2 separate regions of the Sus scrofa genome follow, and region 2 is linked to region 1. The links are chromatin contacts, called in public promoter capture Hi-C maps. All regions are on one chromosome and are shown on one strand. Each heading gives the region's core, a stretch centred on a gene start, on an enhancer-like site or on the middle of the called end of the contact. The rest is flanking DNA. Distances are from core to core; before and after follow the strand shown. Region 1 holds the start of CCDC69 (coiled-coil domain-containing protein 69). Region 2 overlaps ANXA6 (annexin A6).

The links. Promoter capture Hi-C pulls out the DNA fragments that hold promoters and counts their contacts.
Region 2: a promoter capture Hi-C map of fetal skeletal muscle shows a contact between it and region 1, with 3 times the contacts expected there. The contact joins the enhancer-like site here to the promoter of CCDC69 in region 1. A contact is called at or near these places in 1 of 5 promoter capture datasets (fetal skeletal muscle) and 1 of 2 datasets of contacts at active chromatin or transcription factors (skeletal muscle).

Annotation. Positions count from the first base shown.
Region 1 is chr16:71,773,719-71,781,137 of Sscrofa11.1, forward strand. CCDC69 (coiled-coil domain-containing protein 69) reads left to right here and starts at 4,518. Exons shown (of 11, transcript XM_021077105.1): 1 at 4,518-4,891. The coding sequence starts at 4,844.
Region 2 is chr16:71,868,513-71,875,931 of Sscrofa11.1, forward strand. It overlaps ANXA6 (annexin A6), which reads left to right. Exons shown (of 27, transcript XM_005672613.3): 3 at 5,646-5,736; 4 at 6,609-6,703; 5 at 7,252-7,365. Among named protein-coding and RNA genes, the nearest start is that of ANXA6, 15 kb to the left of the region's middle. Within about 2 kb of position 2,704, at least 29 of the 83 cell types and tissues checked have an H3K27ac peak or open chromatin away from gene starts, as enhancers often do. A contact at or near this core is called in fetal skeletal muscle and skeletal muscle, where this site is marked.

The DNA.
Region 1 (7,419 bases), core at 3,268-5,767:
TCAGGCAGACAACATGTTTGGGGAACAATTGGGCTCAATCAGAACCTGCACAGAGCAGGCTTTTAAGGCCGGAAAGATGTTTAGTGACCCCTGAGTTGAGCGGTTCTTAACCTGAGATCTACAAGCAGCCCCACCGTGTGGGCTGCAGGGGGCCCTGAACTTCCTGAAGTTCCAGGCAAAACATTTTACGTGTGAGTATATTGTACTTTTCATATGACAGAGGTTCAGGATCATTCCCGTATCGTTCTTTCCAATCTTTCCCCAAAGAGCAGATCCCCCATCCTCAGCTTGTGTCCCTTTACCCACGACCTAGTCACCAACACTAATTTCTGGCTCCCCAACGTCCCAGCCTCCACACTCTACCCTGAGTTGACCCATGCTGTTCCTTCCTCTTTATAATTACTCCTTCCTGCTTCTCCTCTTCCCCTTAGATACTGAAAGATAAGTAGAGATTTCCCCATCACTGGAAGGACTCACAGACTGCACCAGCCCAGTAGGAAGGGGGACGATAGAAAGGAAATTATAAGAGATTTATCTGAGTGGCAAGCAACTGAGGCTAAGCATCAGATCCCATCCCAACCTAGGAGTCTAGGATTCCTTTTGCCATGAATGGCCCTTGGCTCTAGTATTTCTCCTGGAGGTGCTCCTTTCCCAGCCCCATCCAGCCTGGTTTCTTATCTCCTTTTAATGCTTGTACTTCCATATGGATTACTTTTTTTTTTTTTTTTTTTTTGCTTTTTAGGGGCACACCCACAGCTCATGGAGGTTTCCAGACTAGGGCTCAACACTCGCTTTATAACCTGCTTTGGTAAGTTTCTCAATGTAGAGGTCTAATATAAAAAAATAGATTTTAACTAATTTTTGTTTGTTTGATTGTTTGTTTAAGGGCCACACTCACAGCATATGGAAGTTCCCAGGCTAGGGATCAAATCAGAGCTATACCTGCCAGCCTACACCACAGCCACAGCAACTCGGGATTTGAGTTGTGTCTGTGACCTACTCCATAGCTCATGCAATGCCAGATCCTTGACCCACTAAGTGAGGCCAGGGATTGAACCCGCATCCTCATAGACATCAGTTGGATTCATTTCCGCTGCACCACAGTGGGAACTCCCAGATTATAACTAATTTAAGATAAGAACTGCGTCCTCATTCTGCCTTGCCCATAGGGTAGCCAATAATCCCAATGTCCCTAGAACCAAGGAGTTTCCGAGGTCGTTAGTCATCCTGGTTGCCCAAGAAATGGGCACATCATTGTACCTGCTTATTGATTGCTAATTATGGTAGGCATTTCCGCCATTCACAAGTATTTCTGGTTCTCTCCTGGGCACAAAGTGTATTTCCCCATCCTCTTGAAGTCAGCCATGACCATGGGACTTGCTTTAGTCAACAAAATGCGAGTGGACTTGATATGTGTCTCTCCTGAGTGGAAGGACTTAAGACTCTAGGCACCATTCTCAGTACCTGCCTTCTTTTGTCCTGGCAGCCCCTGAAGTCATGGCATGGGTATGGCTGCATCACAGGATGGTGTCAGTGTCTCTGTGAAGCTGAGCCCTCTGCCTCCCCATGCTGGGCATGTGCTATGAGCAAAACTTAGCTTCACTCATGATAAGTTGCTGAGATTTGTATTCATCACTGCAGCAAAACCTAACTGAACCTGACTAGCACATCAACCACCCCAAATCTCATTAGCAACTTGTTCAAACTCAAGTTCCTACCAGAAGCTCTTTCGGGGTTTCCCTCTGTCGGAAACTTCAAAGCACATAACTGAAAAGCCAGTTGAGAGGAAGTAGGCAATCTGATCCTGGTCTCCCAGGAAGCTTAAAGATGCTGAAGGCAAGCGCTCCTGAGAACAGAGGCTTGGGGAACAGAATTGGCCTCCCTGATTGCTACCTACCAGTCCAAGTTATTCATTTCAACTGTTGACATTAAGATTCAAGATCAGTGTAGAAAGTTCAGTTCTTTGATGTTCAGATGAGAAACTCTCCAAAAGGAGAAACAACAGGTTCAGACCACACAGGGCGTTACTGGTGTGATCCCCCCACCCCCCAATTTTTGGCCCTGTTTGCTCTTTACGTTGCTTTTCTAGGTAGTTCATTCATAACCACTGTCTATTTCTTTGAGTTTTCACATACCCACTTTTTTTTTGTCTTTTTGCTATTTCTTGGGCCGCTCCCTCGGCATATGGAGGTTCCCAGGCTAGGGGTCAAATCGGAGCTGTAGCCACCGGCCTATACCACAGCCACAGCAACATGGGATCCGAGCTGCGTCTGAGACCTACACCACAGCTCACGGCAACACCGGATCCTTAACCCACTGAGCAAGGCCAGGGACCGAACCCTCAACCTCATGCTCCTAGTTGGATTCGTTAACCACTGCGCCACGACGGGAACTCCTCACATACCCACTTGATGGTGAAAAACTTGTCTCAATCTCATACCTGGGTTTAAAAACATATTTTTTGAAAACTTTTTCTTATTACAACAGTCATTTTCTTATCAGTAATAAGCATATACTCATGTTGTAAAGATAAGAAAATGAATAGCTTTAAATATCCCAAATCTCACCCTCATCTAGAGGTAATCACTATGCACACTTTTTTAAGATAAGGATGAATTTGTTACCTTTTATAACATTTTAAAACTTCATCCTCATCATTATTTTTATTGGTGACATGACATTCTATTTTTATGGATAAATCATAATTAACTTAAGCTTCTTTTCTTGGATATTTATGTTCTGGTTATTTGCTTGTTGGTTGGTTGGGGTTTTTAGTAAATCATGAGCTCTAGTTCATAATCATTTTAATTTTTTTTTTCTTTTTAGGGCCACACCTGCTGCATATGAAAGTTCCCTGGCTAGGGGTCAAATGGGAGCTGCAGCTAAGGCCTAGGACCCAAGCCATAGCTCGTGGCAACTCGGGATCCTTAACCCACTGAGCAAGGCCAGGGATTGAACCTGCATACCCACAGATACTAGTTGGGTTCTTAACCTGATGAGCCACAATGGAAACTCCGTAATCATTATAATTTAAGTAGACCTCTTTCTTCATTACCCATTCAGCCCATCCTGCAGAGGTGCTTCTCCAACTTGAATATGCTCAGGACTTGGGAAGCTGGATAATCTTGATCCCCTTCCTCAGAGTTTAGGATCCATAGGTCTGGGTGGGATCTGAGCATCTGTGTTTCTTTCCTCTTTTCTCTTTTCTTTGGCCAGGCCCATGGCATATGGTAATTCCCAGACCTGGGACTGAACCCAAGCCACAGCAGTGATAATGCCCAGTCCTTAACCATTAGGCCACCAGGAAACTCCCCGAGTTTGTATTTCTTTTGTTGTTGTTTTCATTTGAAAAGTTTATTGGCGTCTAGTTGATTTACAATGTTGTTATAATTTCCGCTGTACAAGGAAGAGATGCGGTTATCCACGTATACTCTTCCAGTCTCTTTCAGACTCTTTTCCCACAGACGATCACAGAAGATCGGGTAGAGGTCTCCATGCTATACCGCACGTCCCCATTTGCCAGTCATTCCATATACCTCAGTGTGCCTGTGCCCATCCCAAACCACCAGTCCATCCCCCCTCCCCTACCCCGACACCTGTCTCCTTTGGGAACCGTAAGTTTTTCAAAGTCTGTGAGTCTGTTTCTGTTCTGCAAATAAATGCATTTGCATCCTTTTTTTTTAGATTCCACAGATAAGTGATACCATATGCTGTTTGTCTTTCAACTGTCTGACTAACTTCACTTCGTGTGGTAGTCTCTACGTCTAACTGCTGCTGCTTTGGGGAATCATACTTTGTAAACCACCGCCTTACACGACTCTTCTTTCCAAGAACCCAATATTGCCCGTGTCCTCAGGTTCCTTTCTTTGAACCTGCTGCAACCGGTCTTCTACTCTGGGGAGGGGGAAGTTCTTTTGCGATCTCACATTCTTTTTCCATCCATCACCGTACATCCCTTGCATCAGTCCACCTTTCCAGGGTCTCTGGGCTGTGTATAAGTTTCTAGCATACGCACTCACACTAATTTTCAAAGTTAGGTGTCTTTTTTCTGATTGCCACTGCTGGAAACCTCTGCTAGTTTAAAAAAAAAAAAAAGCAAGGGTACACAAAAGTTCTTTTTCCCGGGCACTGATATTTATGTCCTGTTCTCCCTGCATCTGCCTCACAAAGTTGGATAGATAGAATATTACAAATGCTTGTGAACTGGAAAGAGCTATAGACCCAGAAGTGAGGAGGCATTACAATTAAACTTCACAGTCTTATGTATTTGTAGGGAAGTAGTTGGAAGCTTAGGTTCTGGACATAGAACTGGATTTTATCTAGGCTCTGGTACTTCCTAGCTGCAGGAGCTTAGGCAAATCCTATCTCTGAGCCTCATTTTCCTCACCTGTAAAATGGAGGAAATCATACCTTTGCGGCAAAGAGAGCAAGAAATAGAAATAATGTGTGCGAAGAAGCCACGACAGAAACTCTCAATCAAGGCTAGCTGTTGTGTTTCTAAATAATTCTTTTAGTAGCAATTATCTGGCCTTTTCTCGGCAGCGAGCCTGGAAAGAATCCATTGTTCGTGGGGATCTTTTCCGCTCTGACCCGAGTCGCTATCATTTACGAAGATTCTGGTCACCTGCCTCAGGCGGCGCCCCTGCGAGCCCTGAGGGCTTCTCGGAGGCCCTGCTTTTCGGGTATTTACGGCGCGCGGCCGCCCCAGCTCCGGCTCAAGTCTGCGCTTCCAGGTTCAGTTTCAGGGTCTCGCCGACCGCGGAGCGGGCAGCCTGGCGCGGACCGCAAGGTTCTCTGGGGGCCCCGGAGTTGGGAAGCGGCGTCCGGGAGCCCCCGGAGGAGGATGGGCTGCGGACACAGCAGGCTGAGTTGCTGCAAACCCCCCAAAAAGGTAAAGGGCGCCGGCGGAGAAGTTTGTCTTCGGAGGGGAAGGGAGTACGGAACCGCTACGCCGAAGGGGACCCTCGGCTCCCTGGGTTCCCCAACTGCTAGAGGCCGGCACTGAGGGAGGTGGGGACGGCTCGGCCGGGCGGCGCGCTCTCTCTCCCGGCCCTGGACTGCGCTGCACGGGGCAGCGGAGTTTACAAACACGGCCCCAGGGCCCGGGAAAAGCAGCTCATTCCGGATGGCAGACTGGGAAAATGTTAGTGCCTATGGCAGGTGCCCTTTTCCTTGGTCGGTCGGAGCTGCTCGCTGTGTGGCCATGGACTTGTGACTTGACCCCTCTGGGCCTTCGGCTTTCCCACCATTAAGAAGCAGATTATGTCCAGGGCTGCCACACGCAGAGTGGTCCGTGGATTTATATCATGGGCATCACCTGGGACCTGTTAGAAATGCAGAATCTGGGGCTGTGCCCCGGGGGAGTTAAAATAGAACCTGCCTTTTAACAAGATGCCCAGGTGATTACAATAGGCTTTCAAGTTTGAGAAGTGCTGGTCTGAAGCCTCTTCAGGCCCCAGAGCCGGTGCATGTGGGCTGTCCTAGGGGTAGCTGGGAGGGGCCAACCAGGGAGGCGATCCACCGCGCAGCTCTTCCCCCCCCCCCCCCCCCCCCCACGGGGCCTCTGAGCTGGGTTAGGGCCCAGGAGACGCTACTCGCTACTCGGGTTTCTTGCAGTGGGACCAGCTGCCCCTTGGGGTCTGACAAGCCTCGAAGGTCAGAGCCTGGAACCAGAGGACAGCAAGAGGCACAGAGAGGGGAGGGGCTATCCTCAAGTTCTGAGCCTTCTTCCCACTGCCACCTGTCCTCCAGCCAGGTGGGAGGAGGTGGTCTATAAACTTGGCGATCCATCCCCTGGAGACCCTGACAGACCCCACATGGTGACACTATTTAGTAGCTGCTCATTGAACTTGAGTCTCTCTCTCGCCTGCTTTGCTTGTGCCCAAGCACAAGCTTTTCTATCACTGTCCCCAACCCCAGTGATCCTGTTCCCTGCCCTGTGCCTGTTTCAGGGAGAAGAGTTTTTGTCCCAAGGACAGCACCTCCCCTGCCTTCCTTTTTACTCCCAGTTCAAAAAAACAACCCCTCAGAGCTCTGACCCAGAAACCCTCATATCTTCTCTGGCTCCAACAGGGAAACTGAGGTTGGCCTTCAGCAGCAGAAGCAGAGGGCTGGCTATTGGGAGCAAGAGCAGATCAACCTGAGCCTGGCTTGAGACTTAGAACCAGGCTGGTGTCAGGTGGACATTGAGCCTCAGTGTTGATCCTGGTTCTGCCACAAACATGTTGTGTGACCCCCAAGGAAGCCCCCGTGCTCTCTGGGCCTCCGTTTCTCCCTCTAACTGCAGAGGGAGAGAGGTGAGCGGGATGGCTTCTGAGAGTCTGTGTTTTCTGCCCCTGTGTCAACCTCTCAGCCTGCAAAGTGGGCCAAGGGTGAGTTCCATCTACACGGTGGCGGGAGGAGGCTGGAGGAGGAGCCCTATTCCAGGCCTTGACTCTTAGTCTGGAAGAGGAGACCCCAGCGAGCGTGGGTTCCCCTGCCTCCTGGACCTTGCCAGCTGTCCCTGTCTGTCCCCGGCCCAGCCTGAATTGGACCCCCTGTCCTAAGCTGTAAAGGGCATAAAGCCGGCCCAGGCGATCCCAGTGGGAAAGGGCCTTGGGTACCACCTGGGCTGAAGCCTGGAGAAAGACCCGTGTTGCCTCTGCCCCATGTGATGCTTCCAGTGGCTTCATGTGGCTCCCAAAGCCCTTTGGCATTAAAGCCGCCACCCTCTTGCCTGGGAACAGCCTGGCTTGTCTTCCTCCTCCAGTAGTGCCAGGCCTGTGCCCCTGCGTGGCAGGATTTATAAGCCAGTTTTGTTTAAAGTTCATGCCTGTTGCCATCCCTCTGTGCTGTGCTCCTGCTCTATTTATCATCCCGGTGCTACCCCCTCCCCCAGAAGGCATGAGCTTCCAGGCTCATCCCCCACCCGCCCTCGCAGGCTCTCAGCCCCTTGGGGGCAGGGGGCCTCTGAGGATGGGTGGTACAAAAATGAGCTCGGATCGCTGGAGGCTCAGGTCACGACAACAATGACTCACCCTAAGTGGCAGTTGACAGAGTACTTTCACATCCTGCCTGCCTCACAAAAGCCTGGCTGAGCTGCAGAATCTTCCCCATGTTACAGGTGAGGAGCCTGAGGTTCAGGAGGGAGTGCTGTGTGCCCAGTCACAGAGCCAGTTGGTGGCCAAGCTGCAGAGAGCATCCCCCACCCCTGCACACACACACGTGCGCACACACAGCATCGCCCCCACCTCCCGCCCAGGCCTCACTGCCCCTCCAGAGCCCAGAGCTGGTGCCACATAAATCTTTGAGTGACTAAATGAGGGCCACGTAAGAGCCAGGCTAGGGGTTAGCCCAGGGTGTGGCTTGAGTATCTGATTCCCATCTCGAGAGCTACAGGAAGGCTTCTGGGTTGAAGGGCCGGCAGGCCTCGGCTGGGTG
Region 2 (7,419 bases), core at 1,454-3,953, 93 kb after region 1:
CTGTGATGATCGTTGTACAACTACACATGTAATAAAATTCATTGAGTGGAGTTCCCATCATGGCTCAGTGGTTAACGAATCCGACTAGGAACCATGAGGTTGCGGGTTCGATCCCTGGCCTCGCTCAGCAGGTTAAGGATCCGACGTTGCCGTGAGCTGTGGTGTAGGTTGCAGACGCGGCTCGGATCCCGTGTTGCTGTGGCTCTGGCGTAGGCCAGCAGCTACAGCTCCGTTTAGATCCCTAGCCTGGGAACCTCCATATGCTGTGGGAACATACCGTGCAAAAAGACAAACAAACAAACAAAATTCATTGAGTAATAAAAAAAGTGGAGAAAAAAAGGATATATATTCGTTATTTTTGAGGAGCGCAGTATATTATATGATAGAGGATCAGTACTCAAAAGAGTCTTAGCCACGGCCTCCCTGTCAACCTTTGAGGAGCCTGGTTTGCACAGGTGGCCTCTGACCAGGAGGAAAGAGTGCCAATGGTTATGGGCAAAGATCCAAGGCATATATCTTTGCTCCCCCATTTCCCATGTGTGCCCATCCCAGAGTTACTTCCTGAGAAGCATTCAAACCGGAGGGTTCTGGATGACCCAAGTGGACAGACCAGGCCCTGGAAGACCAGGGTGGCCCGGTCCTAGGGCACAGATCTTGCTTGGGACTCCTGGTCCAGTGCTCCCGGACCAAGCTATCTGCCTGGCTGACCTGTGGGTTCTTATTGCCATGGACCAGGGGCCATAGACATCCTACAAGCAAGAGTTGCAGGATGGCAGAGCCTTGGGGGTCCTATGGGACGAGTGGGCACCCTCTCTGCATGGTGTTATTGCTCCACTGCGGGCAGCAGTGGAGCTCTGGGGACACATAGGATGAGGGAAGAGGAAAGCTGCCTGAAGGGAGCTACTCCGGGCTGAGCAGGGAGGATGCTGAGGATGCTTTAGAGAACGACTTTGGGCCTCAAGTTCCCTCTTCTGGAGGAAACAGTGGGAAGAACGGTACAGTGATCGCAGTGGCAGTAATGGGCTCTGCCACCCTGCAGCTCTTGCTTGTAGCTAAGATTGCTTTAAGTAGAGGGGGTGCCAGAACCCAGGGCCAGAGAGGGAAGACTAGTGTGTTCAGGACAGCAGTTTGGGTGGTTGGAGGCCGGGTTGGGGAGAGAGGGTGTGGCCGAAGACAACACAGTTCATCCTCAACTTATAATGGGATTACGTGCCGATAAACCCATGGGCAATTGAAAATATCCTCAGTCAAACATGCACTTAGGAGTTCCTGTTGTGGCGCAGTGGAAACGAATCCAACTAATAACCATGAGGTTGCAGGTTCGATCCTTGGCCTCGCTCCGTGGGTTAAGGATCCGGCGTTGCCGTGAGCGGTGGTGTAGGTCGCAGATGCGGCTCAGATCCTGTGTTGCTGTGGCTGTGGCGTAGGTTGGCAGCTTTATCTCCAGTTGGACCCCTAGCCTGGGAACCACCATCTGCCACGGGTGCAGTCCTTAAAAAACAAAAAAACCAAAAAAAAAAAAAAAATGCATTTAATACACCTACCCCACTGCACATCCGAGTGAACCTCGCCTACCTTGACGGTGCTCAGAACCGTTACATCAGCCTGCGGTTGGGCAGAGTCATCGAACACAGAGCCAGTTTCATAATAAAGTCTGGAATATCTCCTGTAACGTACCGACTACGGCACTGAAAGTGAAAAACAGAATGTTGTGTGGGGGCAGAATGCCTGTCAATCTATTAGTTTTTCACCCTCGTGATCATGTGGTCGTCTGGGGGCTGCGGCTGCTGCCCTGCCTGGCATCGTGGCAGGAGCGTGCAGCACATCGCCAGCCCGGGAAAGATCAGAAGTTACAGTTCGAAGTACAGTTTCTACTGAATGCATGGGGTTTTTTTTGTTTTTTGTCTTTTTGCCATTTTGGGGGCTGCTGTCGCAGCAGATGGAGGTTCCCAGGCTAGGGGTCGAATCGGAACTGTAGCTGCTGGCCTGCGCCACAGCCACAGCAACGCCAGATCCTTAACCCACTGAGCAAAGCCAGGGATCGAACCCGCAACCTCATGCTTCCTAGTTGGATTCGTTAACCACTGAGCCACAATGAGAACTCCAAATGTGAGTTGCTTTTGTACCATTGCAAAGTCAAAAAATTGAAGCTGAGCCATTGTCAACTGGGTACCATCTGTGCTAGAGAAGAGTGAGAAGGATCTTCCTTCCACTGAGCTGACGTTTGTGTCTAATGTGCCTAATTCTTAGCATCCCAGCCCTGTTCCTGGTGCCCCCCCCACACACACACAGAGCACACGTGCTCGCGTGCACACACACAGGCACAGCACAAGCCACCCATCTTTCCTCTGGCCCAGGTCATTCCCCTTCTACTGTGATCGCTGTGCCTTTCTCCCTATTGTTCCCTCCAGAAGAAGGAACGTGAGACCCGAAGTCGTGAAGAAATAGTGTGATGTCCCAGAAAGGCTGAGAAGCCGGGATCTGTGGCCTCTGTCTCACAGGGATATTCTGGATTTGAACATGCGGCTGGACACACTTTGAGGACAGGGCCAGAGGGGCAGGTGCTGGAGCGTGGAGTGCCAGGAGCTGCAGAGACGAGGGTCAGCTCTGGTCAGGGTGGTTCTCAGGTGGAGTCCTGACCAGGCAGCCACATCTCTGGGTGACGTCAGTTCTGCCCCCGAGAAGCCTCGGGACTCCTGCTCCAGCTGCAACCTGGGCGGGGCCTGAGACCTGGGCGGGGCCTGAGACCGCAGAGTCCGGGGTCCAGGCTGCTCACCAGCTGGCAGCAGGACCTGCTGCATATTTCAGGGTGGAAAATCCCTTCTCTGCTCCCCCTCGCCTCCATCGCGGATACTTGAGGCCAGGACCCTGCCTGCCAGGGGAGTGGCAAGAGGCCAGGGTGAGGTGGAGGAGAGGGGACAGCTGCACGGGTGGCACTTGGAGATGCAAATTCTCCAGGTTGGGGTGAGAATGAGATGGTGGGAAAACCTGGGTGATGCGAAGAATGATCTCTGCGTCTCTAAATGTGACCAGTGCCGGGTCCCTCCCTGTCCCCCCTTACCCGTGGCTGTGATCCTGCCAGGTGCTGTGATAACTAGTCTGCGGGCAGTCCCCTGAAAGATTGGAGTATTGTGGTGCAGAGCCCCACATGGAAGAGAGACAGCCTTGCTGCTGGCCAAGCCCGCCTCTAAGGGAGCATTTGGATGGAGCTGTGTGTCAGTCCTTAGACTTCTTCTGCCCCCACATGGCATCGCTTCATCTGGCCCTTAGACGTCCTCTGCCCCGGATGCTCCCTCCACTACCGCTCTGGGGGAGGAGGAGCAGCAGCAGGAGGGAGGGTTTGCTGCTGGGACCTCTGCCCTTCCTCCTGGGGGGAGGGTGGGCTCCACTTCCATCTTCCCCTCTTTCCCTCTTACCCGCCTGGCTATTTACAGTCCCAGGATCTTGGAAACTTTGGGCGACTTTGGGCGTCCGCTTGAGCACTGAAGAATCTGGGCTTGCTTTTCTGAATGTTCTCGCGTGCTCGTGGCTCCAGGCTTTGCTGCGCTGGTGCTCTGTAGAAGCCATTTCCTGTCCTCCCCCACCCCTTGGGCCAGCTGTTACTCATTCTCGAGGGCTCAGCATAGACTCCTCCTCCAGGAGGTCTTCTTTGATCTGCTCAGGGTATATTCACTGTCACTATCCGCCTGCGCACCTACCTACCTATGAAACAGTGAGCGTCTAGTTGTGCCAAGCCCTGAGCTAGGTGCTGGGAATACATCAGCGAGCAAAACAAATGCAAAACAGATGGAGCTTGCTAAAGGGAGTAGTATCTCTTTTCTGATCTGGGTATTTGGCGTGTGTTACTCTTTCCTTCTCTGCCCAGGGCTGTGATCGGGTTGCAGGAGATTCATGAGTGGCGGGAAGCGGGCCATGTCCCTTTCTGGTCACCCTCCCTGTCAGAACTTTAAATAGCAACCCTGCACCCACGCATGCATACCTCAGAGGAGCCAGCAACGGCAGACATAAAGCACGGAGCATCCAAACGCCTGGTCAGGTCCTGCAGAGCGGGCGCTGGGAGACACAGCAGGTGACAGAGACGCATTTGCCCCCATGCACTCCTTGCTCCTTTAAGGCATAGTTTGTGCAGGTCACCCCCCCTCATCCAGCTGAAATTACCCTCTATTTTCTTCCCACGTTGCTTTGCCTCCATCCTGGGCATTTATCACAAGCTCTGTGTCATGTGTATGCTAGCGTCTCTCCTCCACTGGGTCTGAAGCTCATAAAGTCGGGCTGGGCTCTTCTTTCTCCCTGAATCTTCAGCCCTTTGCAGCTGGCCTGGCACAGGCTAAGTGTTCTGGCCCGGAGCTGGGTGCTTCACGGTGGGCTCTGACCTCCTCGGCTCTCCTAGCCCCCAGCTGCTCTCTGAGGCCCATGCATCCCAGGGCTGTGTGGCTGACCCACATCTGCCTTCTCTGTGAACCAGCCCTCCTCAGGTTCAACTTCGAAAATTCTCTGGCTCTGCCTCTCCCTCCCTTCACCCCCGGACCCAGCCAGCTTGTCCTCAGATGCCAGTTCACGGCTCAGTTTACTGGGCCCAGAGGAGTGGCACCTCGTCTGGGCACTGATTCTGAGGGTAACTCTGGGCCTGGCCTCCCCACCCCCCGCCCAGGCCAAGACACCACCCTTGGAAGCTGGCAGCTGCAGGTTTCTGGAGCTGGAGAGCAGAAAGGAACAGGCCAGAAATCTGGGTTCTATGTGATCCCAGCAAGAGAGACTCTGTCTTTGTTTCTTTTCTTTTTTTTTTTGGCTTTTCAGGGCTGCACCCCGGGGCATATGAAAGTTCCCAGGCTAAGGGTTGAATCGGAGCTGCAGCTGCCAGTCTACACCACAGCTGCAGGAAAGTGAGATCCAAGGTGCATCTATGACCTACACGGCTCACGGCAACTTCAGATCCTTAACCCACTGATCGAGACCAGGGATCAAACCCACATCCTCATGGATGCTAGTTGGGTTCATGACCACAGAGCCAAGATGGGAGCTCTCGGTGTCTTTGTTTCTGATAGACTTCATCCTCAGTGCTTCTACAAGATCTAAAATAATCACCATTGTAGAGTGAAAGGGCTTTGTACACTGTGCCATCACTGTGAGGGGCCCGTCCCCCGTCATCCCACCCCCGCACTCTCTCTGGCTTTTGTCCTTCCTGTGTCCTGGAAAGATGGAGCAGAGCAGAGGGCTGGTCTGAGCCGCCCCCAGAGGGAAAGGGCACGTCCTTGGGGCAGGTGGTGGCAGGAGGCACAGGGAGAGTCCTCCCTCCCCTTGCCTGGGCTTTCTGTAGTTGGTGCTCCCTTTTAGGTGCAGGGATCTCAGCCACCGTCTGGGTGAGTGACATCAGTGTCCGGAGTAGGAGAGCATGGGTGGGGGAGAGAGAGGTGGACAGGTTCCATCCCCTCGTGTCTTGGGTCAGCACAGAGAATCGTGAAAATACACCCGAGGTCTTGCCATGGCTGTTGTGGAGTGTGGGTTTGGGGATTTGTAACAAATACTTGCTTATTTCAGGTGCAGCAGGGACCTATGACCAGGGTTGAGAGTGTGAGCTGGGTTTGGGGCTGGGAGCCCCAGTCACGGCCAGGTTGGCAGCGCACCCTCTGCTCTTCTCTCCACAGGGTGCCAGGTACCGTGGCTCCATTCATGACTTCCCTAACTTCGATCCCAGCCAGGATGCCGAGACTCTGTACAACGCCATGAAGGGCTTTGGTGGGTGCTCAGCCCCTGGGAAGAGGGACCCACGGGGAAGGAAACAGGGTTCACCTGGGCTTGGGGTGTCCCCACACATGCGCACAGCCCACAGCCCTTTTGGGGGAGGGTGGGGTGAGATGGTGAGAGGTACGCACTCATCCTTTTGTCTCCCCTTTTTATTTTTTAATAATTTTATAATGAACCATTCCAGACCAATAAGAAGGTTTAAAGAGTAGGTGATGCTTTGGGAGTTCCCTGGTGGTCTAGTGGTTAGGATTTTGCCCTTTCACTTCTACAGCCTGGGTTCAATCCCTGGTCTGGAAGCTGAGATCCCACCTTAAGCCACTGTACACTGTGGCCAAAAAAATAAAAGAGAGAGAGTAGGAGAAGCTTACTCTGTAGACCTGATGCCACTGAGCTTAAGAAATAGAATTTTCTTCCTCATGTAGTTGAAACCTCCAGGGTGGGTCTCCCCCCACCCCCGCTGATGACAGCACTCTGCCTTTCCACGTGGGGGTAACCACCACTCTGAGTTTGCTGCTTATTATTCTCTTATTTTCCCTGTCATGTAAAGAACACCATATAGGGTGTTAGGACAGCTGGGTTTTTCTCAGCCAGGGTCACTGGGAGACCTTGGGTGAGTCCTTGCTCCTCTCTGGCCTCAGTTTCCTTATTTGTGTGATGAGGAGCTAGATCTTAGGCCCTGTGAGCCTCAGATCCTACCTGCATTAGGCTCTCTCTCACTGGGGGGCTGGTCCCAATCGATCCACCCTTCTGACGCCTCTGCCTTGTACGAGCAGAAGGCTGATGCCAAGGACTGTGAAGAGCAGCCCAGGAGGGCTTTCTGGAAGCAGCTTGGGCTAGGGTGATGGGTGCCTTCCCACTTCTAGGCAGTGACAAGGAGGCTATACTGGAGCTGATTACTTCCCGGAGCAACAGGCAGAGGCAGGAGATCTGCCAGAACTACAAGTCCCTGTATGGCAAGGTAACCGTGGCAACCAGAGGGCAGGTGGGATGGGGTGGAGGAAAGCTTTCATTCACCTGCGTGTTCATCCAGGGCCTTTCCGGGGTGTTTTACTCCAGGTCAGCCTCTGTGCTCCACCTCTGCCCTCCCTTTTTCTTCTCTCAGTCAGCCAGGGACCATGCAGCCACAGATAACACCTGGAGCACCTGCTAAGTGCTGGGCCCTGTGCTGGGTGTTAGGGCTCCATAGGTGAATGAGACCCGGGTGTTAACCCTGCTGGCTCACACGTGGTGGGAGAGACTCACAGTAAACAAGCAGACAGACCACAGCGGGGAGGAGGAACCGTGCTGTGGACTTGAACCCTGCCGTTTGCTAGCCGCGTGCCTTTGGGCAGGTTACCTGCCATCTCTCAGTCCGCTTCTTAGGGCTGATGATAGCGCTTACCTCTGAGAGTGACGGTGAAGTGAGATGCCTTAGCCCATGCCTGTATGCTGTAAGTGCTCATTAAATGTAATTCTTATCGTTGTAACTGCTCTTCCCGCCTCCTCCTCCCTCCTCCCCCACCCCAGGACCTCATCGCTGACCTGAAGTATGAACTGACGGGGAAGTTTGAACGACTGATTGTGGGTCTGATGAGGCCACCTGCTTATGGTGATGCCAAAGAAATTAAAGACGCCGTCTCGGTAAGAAGCGTGGGTCTGCCTGAGTGCTGGGGGTGGGCCGTGGTTCAGGGGACG